2 separate regions of the Mus musculus genome follow, and region 1 is linked to region 2. A link is a contact called in public Hi-C data. All regions are on one chromosome and are shown on one strand. Each heading gives the region's core, a stretch centred on a gene start, on an enhancer-like site or on the middle of the called end of the contact. The rest is flanking DNA. Distances are from core to core; before and after follow the strand shown.

Evidence for each region. A called contact is a pair of places that touch in the nucleus more often than the background predicts.
Region 1: a Hi-C map of cerebellum shows a contact between it and region 2, with 2.8 times the contacts expected there. The contact joins the promoter of Adamts1 here to the enhancer-like site in region 2. A contact is called at or near these places in 2 of 39 promoter capture datasets (the 3T3-L1 cell line and 3T3-L1-derived adipocytes), 29 of 484 Hi-C or Micro-C datasets (3T3-L1-derived adipocytes, the AtT-20 cell line, the C2C12 cell line and 20 more) and 1 of 115 datasets of contacts at active chromatin or transcription factors (embryonic stem cells).

The regions. Positions count from the first base shown.
Region 1 is chr16:85,798,427-85,805,490 of GRCm38.p6, forward strand. It overlaps Adamts1 (a disintegrin-like and metallopeptidase (reprolysin type) with thrombospondin type 1 motif, 1), which reads right to left and starts at 4,687. Exons shown (of 9, transcript NM_009621.5): 1 at 3,552-4,687; 2 at 1,664-2,010; 3 at 1,110-1,242; 4 at 620-787; 5 at 1-270. The coding sequence starts at 4,284.
Region 2 is chr16:85,677,953-85,684,859 of GRCm38.p6, forward strand. No RefSeq gene overlaps it. Among named protein-coding and RNA genes, the nearest start is that of Adamts1, 120 kb to the right of the region's middle. Within about 2 kb of position 2,604, at least 26 of the 459 cell types and tissues checked have an H3K27ac peak or open chromatin away from gene starts, as enhancers often do. A contact at or near this core is called in the AtT-20 cell line, cerebellum and muscle stem cells, where this site is marked.

The sequences.
Region 1 (7,064 bases), core at 3,437-5,936, 120 kb after region 2:
CTGTCTTGTTCACGCACTTGCCACTGACACACCACTTCCCTTCTCCACAGCTGGTGCCATCTGCCCAAGGGAAGTGTTTTGTTTGGCACACCAGTAAGCCACCGGAGGTGCCAGTGCACCACAGGGTAGTACATGTGCTGGCTGCATCAGGGCAGTGCTTGGATTCCTCTCCGAATGTAAACTGACACTGGCGGTTGGCATCGTACAAGGTACCGGGAAGATCAGAAGGGAGCTTGATTGGATTCTGGGGCTTGTCCATCAAACATTCCCCTAAAATAATAAAAAAAAAAAAGGAAAAGAAAAAAGAGGCAATTATTAATACATGTTTGGTGAAATCATGCATTTTTGGGAAAATCAATGCTAGGGAACTTTAGATTTTTATCGAGACGTTATCCTCAATAGGGGACTTCTGATTTTACAATGGCGAGAAGTTATTGTTTATGAATGAATGGACTTTGGGAGCAGGATGCAATGGAGGTAAAGATCTACTACTTATGATCCTGCCAGAGAAAACTCTGAAGGAGGGGAAATGAGCAAGAGCCATGGAGCTCACTTAGCCAGAGAGAGCCCTACACAAGGAAGGTTGAACACCATCTGGAAAGAGGAGCTGTTATCTTACCGTGTCCATTATCTAGGAAGGACGTGACCATGTAGGCACTGCAAGGTGACCAGGGCTGGCTATGGTCTAAGCTGGAGAGCATCGAGGCCATCAGATGAGAATCGCCACTCACACCATTCAAGCTGGCACAGTGCTTAGCATCATCGTGCGGCATGTTAAACACATGGCCTGGGAAGCAGACAAGAAGGACATTAAGCTGTATGATTGAGTGAGGCTCAATGGCTCTCTTATTAGACAACCTGTATTGGGGCTCATACTCACTTTGATCAGGGCAAGTATAAAAATGTCAACGTTCAAATGTTTGTACCACTTTCTCCTGTCCTAGTAAGACCATACTTGAAATTGTGGAAAATATACCCTACCCCTTCTAAAATTGCTGGTGGCTGAGGTAGCAACATAGTCTGAGATGTTTTCTCTCTCTCACATCAGATTGACTTATTGGGTTGTATCCATGCATTTGGGCTTAACTTGTACTCTGAAGCCGACTTACCCAATTCATGGGCTGTGGTGAAGGCGGCTTGCAAACCATCATCTTCTATGACTGAGCAGCTCCTGCTGGGGTCACATACGGTTCCAACATCTGCCATTCCGAGAGTGTCACACGTGTGGGAGCCACATAAATCCTACAAAGAGGCAAGGGAAATCCCTTTTAAGTAGGAGAGAGTGGACTTGATACTTAGCTCTTCAGTTGGGCATGTCTTCACATGCACTTTGAAGCCTGTCCATTCATTATTGCTGGACTTGAAGGACTGACTCTAAAGCAAGATTCCCTGTAATGCTTTTAAAATAGAACTGTGGAACTTGAGATGTGGAAATTTAAAATAGAAATAAGCAAGACAGATTGAGCTAGCCTATAACCGAAAGGAAATGAGGCAATACAGATGAGATGCCTTTTTTTTTTTTAACTGGTTATTTTGTTTACATTTCAAATGTTATCCCCCTTCCGGGTTTCCTCTCTGCCACACCCCCACCCTCTCATCCCATCCAACACAAGGCTGACCTCCGAGTTGAGTTGAGGAAATGGTTGATAAGCTCTTGTCTTACCTGTCTGGTGAACAGAATTGCAGTGTCATAGTGCTCTGGATCCCGGTCACTGGGGCTGTTGTGTTGTTTCTGCCAGCTGCAGAAATTCCGAAGGGTGAGAGCTGCATTGGAGGTAACTTCTGGTCCCTTCTGCTCCTCGTATATGACCAAGATCTTCACCACCACCAGGCTAATTGAATTCCTAATGCTGGGATGCTTGTAAAACCTGGCTGCCACCGAGAACAGGGTTAGAAGGTAATGCTTTAGACCGCTGCCGTGGAAGTCGGCCATGGACTGGTCAGCTACGAGCATGGTTTCCACATAACGGGGGCTGGACACAAATCGCTTCTTCCTTATGCTTCCTGGTCCTGTAAAAAGAAAAGGAAGTTTGCTCATGGGCAGTCCTTCTCCTAATAGTGACCTTCTCGGGGTATATTAGGAAAGTCAACCTAGTCAAAGTAAATAAAACTGAAATACACCTGGAACAAAAATAAAACAAATATTTGCATCTTCTAAAAACTGTGAATGTTATTTTTAAGTTTTTTTTCTTTTGCTTTAAATAAAACAAAACAAAACAAAACAAAAAAAGCAACAGAGTGATCAAACTGTCTATATATGTGTCCGCAGGATTTCTTTTGTGGTCTTTGAAGACTCCACAGCCTGAGTGAGGCAGTATGGCTATCATTTCTACCCAGCTGTAGTAAAAACTTGGCAAGAGAAGCAGGCGGAGCGCCCTGAGTCACCCTTTCACTATTGAAGCCAGGGCTGAAATCCCGAATGAGATCATCCAGCTCCACGTGGAAGGCATGGGGCAGGGCGGGGAGCCTCAGCCAAGGGGTGGGGCTTGAGGAGTCTCAGTCTGTAAGGCTCAGCTCTCTCATTCAAGGGGTCCCAGGGGGTTCTCTGCTTGATCCAGTTCCGGGCACTAGGACCACCCACTCTGCCCAGCAGTGTGTTCCTGCCTCCTCTCACTCCCAGTGCCCCGGGGGGAATAAGTTCCTTTCTCAAACCAGGGTTGCCAATTTGGAAAATGGCCTTTTTCGGGCTGCTGAGACTCAGCGGTCAGAGAAATCGTAAAGTAGGATATGAATACCAGCTCCTAGGGACAAGTCGGAAAAGAGGGAGAAATCTAGAAAAGGGCAAAAAGAAATTTGAATGATTAAAAAGAACTAACTGGCTGGTAGGGACTGAACACGGCAGAGTCAGGCGAATGTGTAGCAGGGAGGATCAGTCCAGGCTAACATTCCTCAGCGCTGGGGAGTCCAACCTCTGCCGGGAGAGGGAGTGCGAGCAACGAGGCCGAGGTAGGAGGCGCGTGGAGGCGGGGCGAGCCAAGCAAAGACCTCCCAAGCAGGTTCTGCAGAGGGGCCCAACGGAGCCACCAGCCATCGGGGTCAGCTTTTCAAATGGGGGAAGGGGACAGACGGAAGGCCACAGAAATGAGATCACCACTGCCGTTGCCCAGGCTCCTGAACGCACATCCAGGTCACCATGGCTCCTCTACTCCGCCCTCCTTTGAGCGCTACGTGCTCACACGGACTGACGTTACAAAACTCAGCGCGAAACTACAACCTAGTTAAAGTGAACTCATACATTCACTAAAGGCATTAAAGGGATGGAGAGAGATTCTTCAGTGTAAGGAGTCGGGTTATTGGCTTCGCGGAGGAAACGCTTAGCCCTTATCTACAGGACCTCCGATTCTTTCTCTCTTTCTCAAATTATTAACTATTCGGGCAAATAAGTGTTCTAGCAGAGTATGGTCACACTTTTTTTGGGGGGGGGAGCGGGAAGGTCACGACCCAGAACTTCAATTCACTGCAAGTCTGAGTCATTCGCATTTAGAGGCGATCTGGAGTGTGACCCCAAGTCACGCCTCGTAAAGACTGAGAGATGGGGGTCACTCTTATACCTGATGGCTTTCCCGCGTCCTGAGGCGTGGGGTCCCGCACAGGCCACTGGTTCCGGGTGTTCTGGCTCTCGGGTCGCGAGTCGCTGGTTGGCAGGGTCTCGTCGTCCATGACGCCGCACTTGGCGCCGCCACTGCCCCGCCGCCTTCGCCTCAGGATGTGGAACTGCGGCCGTGCGGATGACTCCTCCTCGGGCACGGCAGGGGCCAGGCGCTCGGTGGCCACTCCAGGCGCTGGCTGAATGAAGAACTCCTCTCCTTGTAGGTAGAAGGCACCACGCACACCTTCACAGAGGCTGAGGGCTGCGGCAGAGCCGGGATCACCGTTCACCGTGCCAGAGTAGAAGCAGTGAGCCAGGTCCCCGGTGGGGTCCAGATGTTGTGCCTCGGACCCGGGACTGCGCCCCACAGTCTGCAGGGTGAAGCCAGGCGCCAAGAAACCGCTGTCCGGCTGCAACTTCAGATGTAGCTGCTGGCCAAAGGCGTCCAGACGAAGGCGTGTGGTGGTGGAATCGTGGCCCGGGGCGCGCTCCAGCGAGGGCAGGACCAGCTCCTCATCTTCCTCCGTGGGGCGCCCGTGTGCGCCCCGCGCACATAGCAGCATTGTTATGGAAGCGAGGAGCAGCAACAGCATGTGTGCGGACAGAGAGCCCCGAGATCTCGCTGCCCGCTGGACGTCCCCCATGTCGGAGCAGGGCTTCTGCTTGCGTGACCCCAAAGGGACTTTTGGCTGCATGGCACCGCACCCTGCACCGCAGAGAACTCTTGGTCTGGATAGACGTTTAGACGCGTAGAGCTTCGCTGGCCTGCTCCTGATGCTTAAAATTCACGATCACTTTGATGGGAAAGTTCGTGCAGAGCTAGCACCCGAAGCTCCGGGTCACTTAGAAAGATTCTGCACTGGCGCGCGGGAATTTTTTCATTCCAGCACCGAGTTGGTGGCTCCGCACTGCTGGCTGCTGCAGGACCTAGAAGCGCCCCCGGAGCTGGGGAACAAGTCCAGAATAGGAGCCTGGACTCTTCGTCCTCCGCCTTGGCCCCGATTTGACTCGATCTGAGCAAGGATCTGCTCTCTCCGCCGGGCTGTGCGCTCTGGCCTTGCGATAGCACCTAGCTCGGAGCTGCTTTCTAGCGAGTGCAAGGACCAGGCAGCCCCGGCCGCCCCTTTATAGCCACATAGGAGCCCCTCCTTCCCCCAACACTGCGACACCGCCCCCTGAGCTCAGTCGGTGCTAAACCGAGCTCTGCGCCTCGGGGCCTGAAGGGGGAGGGGGCAGCCTCCGCCCTGGCCTCACGCCACAGCTCGTCACTCTGGGGGTGTAAGACGCCGAAACAGCGCTGGGACCAGCACTTTGTACAGCGCTGGCTGCTCTGGGGAAAAGAGTGAACCTTTAACTTCATCTCTCGGCTGCTGATTCCCGGACCACCCTGCTTCCTGTCGCCCTTCCTGTGCCCCGGCTGGGCTGCAGTTTCCAAGAAAGAGGGTCGAATTGAAAAGATTCCTCAACATTCCTTTTCTCCCCTAGTCAGAGCCTCTTCTGCCCCAAAGTGGGCTATTAGCTACAGCTGCCTTTTCTTAAAAAGCACCCTACTTTTCCGTCTCGTCTACGTTTCCATGGGCACCATGGCTAAAGCGTCCTTCTCTTTACCCCAGCTTTTCTTGGGCAAAGTGTTGATTCTGCGCTTCTCAGGAAGAGAAAAGAAAGAGAGAGGAAGAGAGAGAGAGAGAGAGAGAGAGAGAGAGTGTGTGTGTGTGTGTGTGTGTGGTGGTGGTGGTGGTGGTTCATAGAGCACCTCTCCAACTCTGGATTCTAAAAATCCACGTGGAACGACCTTAACAGTTTCCTCAAGTCCTACCTAGAGACCTCTGGGGTGGGGGGTGGGGGTGGGGCGATGTGTGTGTGTGTGTGTGTGTGTGTGTGTGTGTGTGTATCTTGGCTTTTTCCAGAATAGTCTATCTGGAACCAGCTTTAGTTCCCTAGAGACAAAAAAAAAAAAAAAAAAAAAAAAAAAAGGGATTTCTGCTTTCTCTTCTTCATTGGAGAAGCAACTCCCTTCTAGTCTGCGTTCTTCCAAAATCTTAACAGCAGCTGCTGCAGGCCGCAGGCCAGGCGGACAGATGCATCTAAGATTCCCCACTTCAGTATCAAGTCCAAAGCGGCGGCGGGGGGGAACGGTGTGGGGGGAAGGAGGGTTGGGTGATGGGGTGGAAGGAAACCGAGTTCCCCTCCCCCCCCCTCCCCGCTTCCTACCGGGAAGGGAAAGGCAGCATCCGCGTTACGAAAGTCACAAAAGCTGAGCCCTTCCAACCCCGGCCCCTAAGAAAAAGTCGAGAGAGGCTCCTGAACTGAGAAAGAGGGAGGGGTTCTGTGACCCAGAGGAAGGAAATAGTTCACAATGCTCTCACTGGCGGAAAGGCATTAGGACAAGCTTGAGAACCACAGCCCAAGTCCTCAGGCAGACCCGCGCGCTCACACCAGCTAGCTCTTGCTCCCTGCCCTGCCCAGTTCTGGGCTCCCGACTTGCTGCCCCACCCCCAACTGCTGCTCCGGTTGGCTCTTGGTTAATCCTTTGCTCCTCCCCAGATCTTCCTAAATTTGTGGGCCTCAGACAGTCCCTTGCAATCTTCCAAAGGTTTCTGGCAGACACTTTCCCAGGGTTCTAGATAGTCTTCATGAAAACAAACAAAAACTTTGTTTCCCACACCAGGGAATATCGAATTAAAAGAAGAAGAAGGAGGAGGACGAGGAGGAGGAGGAGGAGGAGGAGGAGGAGGAGGAGGAGGAGGAGTGACTGGGAGAAACAAGACTACCCCAACCTCCAACCTCCAAGCTCTTAACAACTTCCTGGTGATTGCACTCATCCGAGGAGTCCGCTCTCAAATTTTGGTTTCTTAAAATCACACTGATAGCTGAACTAAACACATCAAGCAACCTTGCTCTTCCACCAGGGAACTTTGATGTTGTTCGTCTTCCTTCCTTTCTGTTTCTTCATCTTTCTTCAGCTCTTCTTCAGCTCTCACTGACATCCACAGTTAGGAGCGGAGCCCATTCATTTGTGGGGTGTCCGGCCTCTTTCTTTTTTGTTTAAGAACCTGATTCACAAGTGGGCTTTCCCGAAGCCCACATTCCTGGTCGGTCGACCCACTTTATTTGAGAAGCATTTCCATTTTCTGTTATGCTGCCTGACTTTTTTTTTTTTTTTTAATCTTTCCTGTTTGTGTGGCTTCCTTTCCCCTCTGTTCTCTCTCACTTGCTAACCAGCAAGGTTAGATACTTGTGAGAACAAATACAAACAAGGGCAGATTCACCCGTGCCTTTACTTCCTTGCTTAGAATGTAGAACATAAAAGCCGGTGGGCAAGGGAGATGAAAGATGCTTGAGGTGGACAAGGGATGAAAGTCTTACTAGATCCATAATGTATGTGTGATCTCCTTCAATTGAGGCAGGAAGGAAGAGTTGCAGGACCACCAGAAACATATGTAATTTTCAAATCAAAGTGTAGTATATTTCAGTC
Region 2 (6,907 bases), core at 1,354-3,853:
TATTTAAGCGAATGAAGTCATCACGAGACTGAGTTTGAGTTTCCAAAAAATTGTGAAAACATAGGCCCAAGGAGACATATGAATTCTGCTTTTTAGCAGTCAAGTGGAGTACAATAGGAAAAATCTAGACTTCCTGCTTCATTTGCAGCTGCCGCATTTCACATGTTGGTGTATTTCAAAATGTAGGCTTACATAAATCTTTTGTTTGGTGCATTAAATAGTCTAGGATCACAGTTTGGCCATTAAGTTGTTTTTTAAAATGAAGCTCATGTTTTAAAAAGTCACACTCAACTATACTTTGGTAGATTTTACTTACAATTAATATTTTTTAAAGAAACATAATATTCTCTTATATTCCATCCTTTCTCAAATAGTAAGAATGTTTGAATAAAAATAAAGTATCAGTTTTAGTGGTAGCTGATTGTGGGTTAAAAGTGCCATCTAGTGGTTACACAAGGAAGTTCATTTAACTTATAAATGATAGTGTAAATTTCTCCTTTTCACTTCCATACCAGAAAGCAGTACAGTTGTCAGTTGGTGAAATTATCCATCATCTGGATATGGATCCACCAAGACAGCATGCTACAGGGTTTGATGAAGCTATACTTTGTACTATGCTGGACTCAGCAAATGTCATGAAACCATCTGGTTAAATACAATGTAGATGTACAAGACAGGAGGCCAACGGATTTCCCTCTTGCTCATAAACTTTTCCTGAGGGTTTTTTTTTCATGATTGATTAATATATTAAAACCAAACTCCTGTGCAAATAGTAAACAAAAACAGATCTCTCTGTCTCTGTGTCTATCTCTCTATCTCCCTGTCTCTGTCTCTCTGTCTCTGTGTGTGTGTGTGTGTGTGTGTGTGTGTGTGTGTATGTGTGTGTGTGTAGAGATGTGCTTGAATACAGGAAAACAACTCATTTAACTGTTCCTTCAGAGGCTCCTTCCTCATGATCACTTGTCATGATAAATGCAGAAAGGAGGCTCCATCAACCCCTCGGGAGAGATCTTCAGCCTCTGGCTAAGAGCCATGAATGAACCAATGGCAGAATTCCAATCTCACTCAATTTCTCTTGAGCCAGTCATTGGGATGTGTCAAGGTTTCTTCCAGCAGGTTCCCCCTTGCCTTCTTCCCTTCTCTCTCTCTCTCTCTCTCTCTCTCTCTCTCTCTAAGGACAGGCCATCTCTGTATCCTTCTCTCTCTCTCTCTCCCTAAGGACAGGCCATCTCTGTATCCTTCTCTCTCTCTGAGAACAGCCCACCTTGCTGTATAAAACCTGCAGACATAAAACCCAGAATAACATTCAGTCCTAGGGAATGCTTGTGTCAAAGTGATTCCTGTTTCCATTTCTCACTTTATTGTTTTCTGACAACAACTCAAGGTTGAGGTGCCTGGTTCCTTAGCACCTGTGTATCAAAAACTTATGGCTGAGGCTTGGAGGGAAGACTTAGGACATTCTCTCACCTCTCCTCTCTCTTTATGAAGGTCCCAAGAATGTTGCTGGGAGTCTCTGTCTTTGCAAAGACATTACTGAGGCCAGTTTAAGATCTGGAGTACAGGAAGGTAAAGAAGCGCTTTTGACTAACTCTGATTGCTCACTGGCAATGTTGTTAAATAGGTGTCCTATTTAAAAAGCACAGGAGTGGGAAAATTATCAAAGTGGGTAGGCTGAGTAGAAGATTACAGATGAAATGAACTGTGATTTTAAAAAAAACATTACGGTATGAGGCTGGAATGTTTCTCAGTTCATAGGGAACTTGCCCAGCATGGATGAGATCTGGTTCTGTCTCTAGAACCACACAGTCTATTATGGCTCAGGCCTGTAATCCCAGCCCATGGGAGCTAGTTACAGAAGAATCACAGGTTTGAAGCCATCGTTAGTTACCCAGGGATTTCGAGTGGCCATTCTGGGCCACGAGAGTTTCTGTCTCAAAAACAAACAAAACTGCAGTGATTTCTGAGCTTTAAACTTGTCTCTTAGTTATATGTTAAGTACTTTTCAAAGCCACTGCTTGCTTGCTTGCTTTCTTCCTTTCTCTCTTCCTTTCTCTCTCTCTCTCTTTCTTTCTCTCTTTCTTTCTTTCTTTCTTTCTTTCTTTCTTTCTTTCTTTCTTTCTTTCTTCCTTCCTTCCTTCCTTCCTTCCTTCCTTTCTTCCTTTGTTTTTTAAATAAGAATCCCGGTCACACTAACAAGGCCACTGATGGGCAAACAGAGTATGAAACTGGGGCAAAGGGTCGCCACAAACACAGTCATTGTCACAAAGCTGAAATACAGCAGAGGAAGATTGGAATCCAGAATTCTTCTCCCATGAGTTGTCCTGTACTTGGACTCAACATTACTCTAGATTTTGTGATCACAAAGGAAAAGCAGAGTTGCTACACACATTTCAACAAATATCTGAGGCTGGTATGTGTCAGGTCCCATGATGCTCCCAGAGGACAGAGATGGGTAAGTTGGTCCCAGATGTTAATTTTCTCATGAGTGCTTTTCTGACCTTGAACCATGCTGTGAGAAACCTCCGGCTCCATACCCTTCGCCTACCACGCAGTCCCAGCCAACGGGTGTCTAGACAGCACCTACCATCCAGATGCTGCCTGGTGAGCCATGAGGTCACACCACGGGGCAGCTTAGCAGCACTCAGCCTGCTGTGTTGGCAACAGCTCAGGCTTGCTAATTGGGACAGGTGCACAGTGTGATGACAGCAGACCACCCACAGAGTTGTGACACAGCCAGCAAAGGCAAGAGGAACAGAAAGGGAGAAGCAAGGAAACCTGATCTGCAGGCTGGGCGATGATGATTGCCAGAGAAGATTTCGTAGGCAGAGACCCTCGGAGGACGGACGCCTGAGAAGAAAGAGTGACGGTTTTTAGATGGGGATGTTCTTATCTTTAGAGCAAGTGATAGAGGCACAGGAAATGAATCTTTGGAAATATATACAACCACAAGCCTGCTGAAGGATATCATTTGCATATGTGTGTTATCTCTCTCTCTCTCTCTCTCTCTCTCTCTCTCTCTCTCTCTCTCTCATTAATCATAATGTAAGCAATAGATGTTTCCAAAAAGTGTAACAATATTGTTTTGGGGAAGCCTCCTTAATATTGACATTTCAAATAGCTAGATAAGAATTAGTGGTAAAATTAAAGAGCATTTCAATAACTAGTTAAGTGGTGCTTAGCAAAAATGTGAGATAAACCCTCTTAGACACATGTAGAAGTTCTTTAGCTGTCCTTAGATCTTAGCACTATAGGCAAAACTGATCTAATATTGTAAACAGTGGCAGAAAGAATAAGACAAAAATCCCAAGAGTTAAAACAGGGAAAATTATTCAGTCATGGTCAGAGTTTCAGTGAAACAGTGTTCTATTTTTCTTGGGAACTAATGGATCATAATTTGTGCCAAAATGTTTAGCAACTGGTGGGATAGCTAGTATTGATGGCCAGTCAGCTTGACAGGACTCAGAACTGCTGCAGACACAAATCACTGGACACCTTGGTGAGGGAGTTTCTAGACTGAGTTGACTGAGGTGGGCAGACCCACCCTGAGTTTAGGCTGGGGTCCCAGACAGACTCTCCTTTCTGTCCACCACCTCACTCCCGTGACACCCAGGCGAACATAAACCTTTCCTCCATTCAGATGAATCCAGTCTGAGGCTTGATCATAGCAATGAGAAAAGTCACAGCTACACTAGTATTCAATTAAATGCTATAAATGTGTATGTGTGTGTAACGTGCACTTCTGGTAATGTCTGTTAGGCTTTAAGTGAGATTTTAAAATGATGGACATAGAAACACATTGAAATGGTATGCCAGTTATGAAAATGCTGTATTCCTTTACATTATTATGCTAGCTAGGAGTCAACAATATTTATTATCTACATCTTTGCAACTTGGCAACTCAATCTCAAGTGGAGAATTAGATGCTCATTCGCATTTTCTTCCCTCTCAAAAGTTATCAGCCAATCAGAGTTACTTAGAACATGTTACCTAGTCACCTTCTTTTATTGTGGAAGCTTGTACTTGACAATGTACTTGTTATCACAAAAATTCCTAACAGCTACACGGTCTGCCTGGTATGTTGCTGGAATGAAATTTAGATAATATTCATGAGGCCTTTATTATAGACACTTTAGAAATGTTTCATCGTAATTAGCAAAGCTAAAATGATTTCTTAATTCTCTGAATATGTAGGTCTTAATGGTGAAAACCTGAGAGCTCTTTGGTATCTGTTATAATATTAACACTTACATTTGACATGGAAAAAAGAAGTAAAAATTATTTGTCAGTGTATATATTCTGTGTGTGTGTGTGTGTGTGTGTGTGTGTGTGTGTGAGAGAGAGAGAGAGAGAGAGAGAGTGTGTGTGTGTGTGTGAGTGTGTGAAGTTGGGGAAAGGGAGGAGACAGGGATAGAGAGGGAGAGATATGTTCCACATAGATACTCAATCCTATTTTTTCCGAATGTTACCTGTGACAAAGGAGGTTTTCAGGTATGAATAAGTTAAGGTTTTTTATGTGGAAGGGTATTTTGAGCAATTCTGATGGACTGAGTATAATGTCAAGGATCTTTAAAAGACCCCGAGTGAAAACAGGCAGTCAGAAGTTCGTGGAAGGAGGCAAGGCTGTGGCAATGTGAGAGCAGACACCAGCTAAGGAATGCGGGCGCTCACTGAAAGGTGAAGATGGCAACGAAGCAAATTCCTCCCCAGAACCTTCTAGAAGAACCAGCCCTGGGATGGAGTTTGAACTTTTGATCCTTAGTGCAGCAAGAAGTAAATTTTCATTCTTTTACCTCACAGAATTATCACCATTTGTTCCAGCAGCTAAGGAAACCCACCCATATTCATTCAAGCTGAATTCACAGCAAATTTGGGGAAATTCCTATTTTATCTGTAAGGAGCTCATCCATGCTGGTGTATGGTTTCCACAAAAGACAAACAAGCATAGGTTCTCCCCAGGGACGCTGTTGGCTGACTCTTGCACCATTAGTACTGTTCAGAATCCATCTGGAACTGCTTTTCATGTGGGAAGGGAAGGGTTGTTTATTTGGGGTCACATCTTGGCATAAAAGAACCTGGACACAAGCAGTTGCTTAATTTTCAGTGGTAACGAAGGCAATGGCTAACAGCAGTGCAGCCCAGGGTTCACTGCACTGAACAGGGTGGAATAAAAGTCTTTCACGGCCCTGGCACATGTCTTTTTTTTTTTTTTTCCATTTTTTATTAGGTATTTAACTCATTTACATTTCCAATGCTATACCAAAAGTCCCCCATATCCACCCACCCCCACTCCCCTGCCCACCCACTCCCCCTTTTTGGCCCTGGGATTCCCCTGTACTGGGGCATATAAAGTTTGCAAGTCCAATGGGCCTCTCTTTCCAGTGATGGCCGACTAGGCCATCTTTTGATATATATGCAGCTAGAGTCAAGAGCTCCGGGGTACTGGTTAGCTCATAATGTTGTTCCACCTATAGGGTTGCAGATCCCTTTAGCTCCTTGGCTACTTTCTCTAGCTCCTCCATTGGGAGCCCTATGATCCATCCATTAGCTGACTGTGAGCATCCACTTCTGTGTTTGCTGGGCCCCGGCATAGTCTCACAAGAGACAGCTACATCTGCGTCCTTTCAATAAAATCTTGCTAGTGTATGCAATGGTGTCAGCGTTTGGATGCTGATTATGGGGTGGATCCCTGGCTATGGCAGTCTCTACATGGTCCATCCTTTCATCTCAGCTCCAAACTCCGTCTCTGTAACTCCTTCCATGGGTGTTTTGTTCCCAAATCTAAGGAGGGGCATAGTGTCCACACTTCAGTCTTCATTCTCCACATGTCTTAAGAATAAGGCCTAGGTCCAAACCTTTCTTACTAAAATGCCATTTCATTAACATTTTATCAGGAACTAATTGACAATCATGGCGAACTATGTGAAACCTCAATCTGCATTCCCCCCCCCCCAACCCCCTTAAGGAGTAATTTGTAGTCATTAGCAATACTTAAAGAAAGCTAGAAGCATCCGAGTCATCCTGGTTTTCAAGTCAGTGGTCCTGAGGTCTGCTCAGGTTGTTTCAGGGTGGTTTTGCTAGGTTTGTTCAGAAGAGAAAAAGAGTGTTCTCTGGACTGACAGCAGTCTTCTTCCCATGGCGTGTCCATAGAGGCTAGGAAGAGGTGATTGTTAGATATCCAGAGCTCTTAACGCTGCCTGTTAACATATTGGTAGTCTAACATTGATTTTAAGGTTACATTTACACCATAAAGAGCGGCAGATGCTAGACATGAGGGCGTCTCCCAGCGTGTCTCAAGGTTCCCTTTCTCATTACTGTTTGATTGTCATCTCCTAAACAGTACTTCTTTCTGAGATATAAGCCATCTCAGCATGGCCTTTGAGGCCACAGTCACTGTGATGTACTTTCTGAACATCGCTGATTCCTTTGGATAAGGTTGGCTTGTCCAATAGGGAACGAAACAAAAGGCTTAGGGCAGAAGACATGTTTCATTTCTGTTCATATAATTATTAATATAGTATGACTCTGGCCTTGGGTTAAAAGGACCTACATACCAACACTGTCATAATTTCATGTATTTACGTAGAGAAGAAGAGGATCATCCCAAAGATAAGAGTGGCTATGTCTACACCTCACCCTCATGACTCAGAGCTGAGGAGTAAGGAAGCCCTGGTCCGTCAGACTGTTCTTGGGCAAGTGACCACTCACATGGAATAATGTGTGTGTCTGGCCATGCCTCCTACACCTTAGAGGGCTGAGTGAAGCAAAGGTTCATATAGTCTTACTGTGTTAGACTTCATTTGAAGTTCTTTTGAAAAGATGGGGAAAGAAATCAACGCATGGATCCAGTGTTCAGGACTTCTGTTCCCCTTCCCCCGTGTTCCACATCTAGACTTTGCTTTCGGCTGTT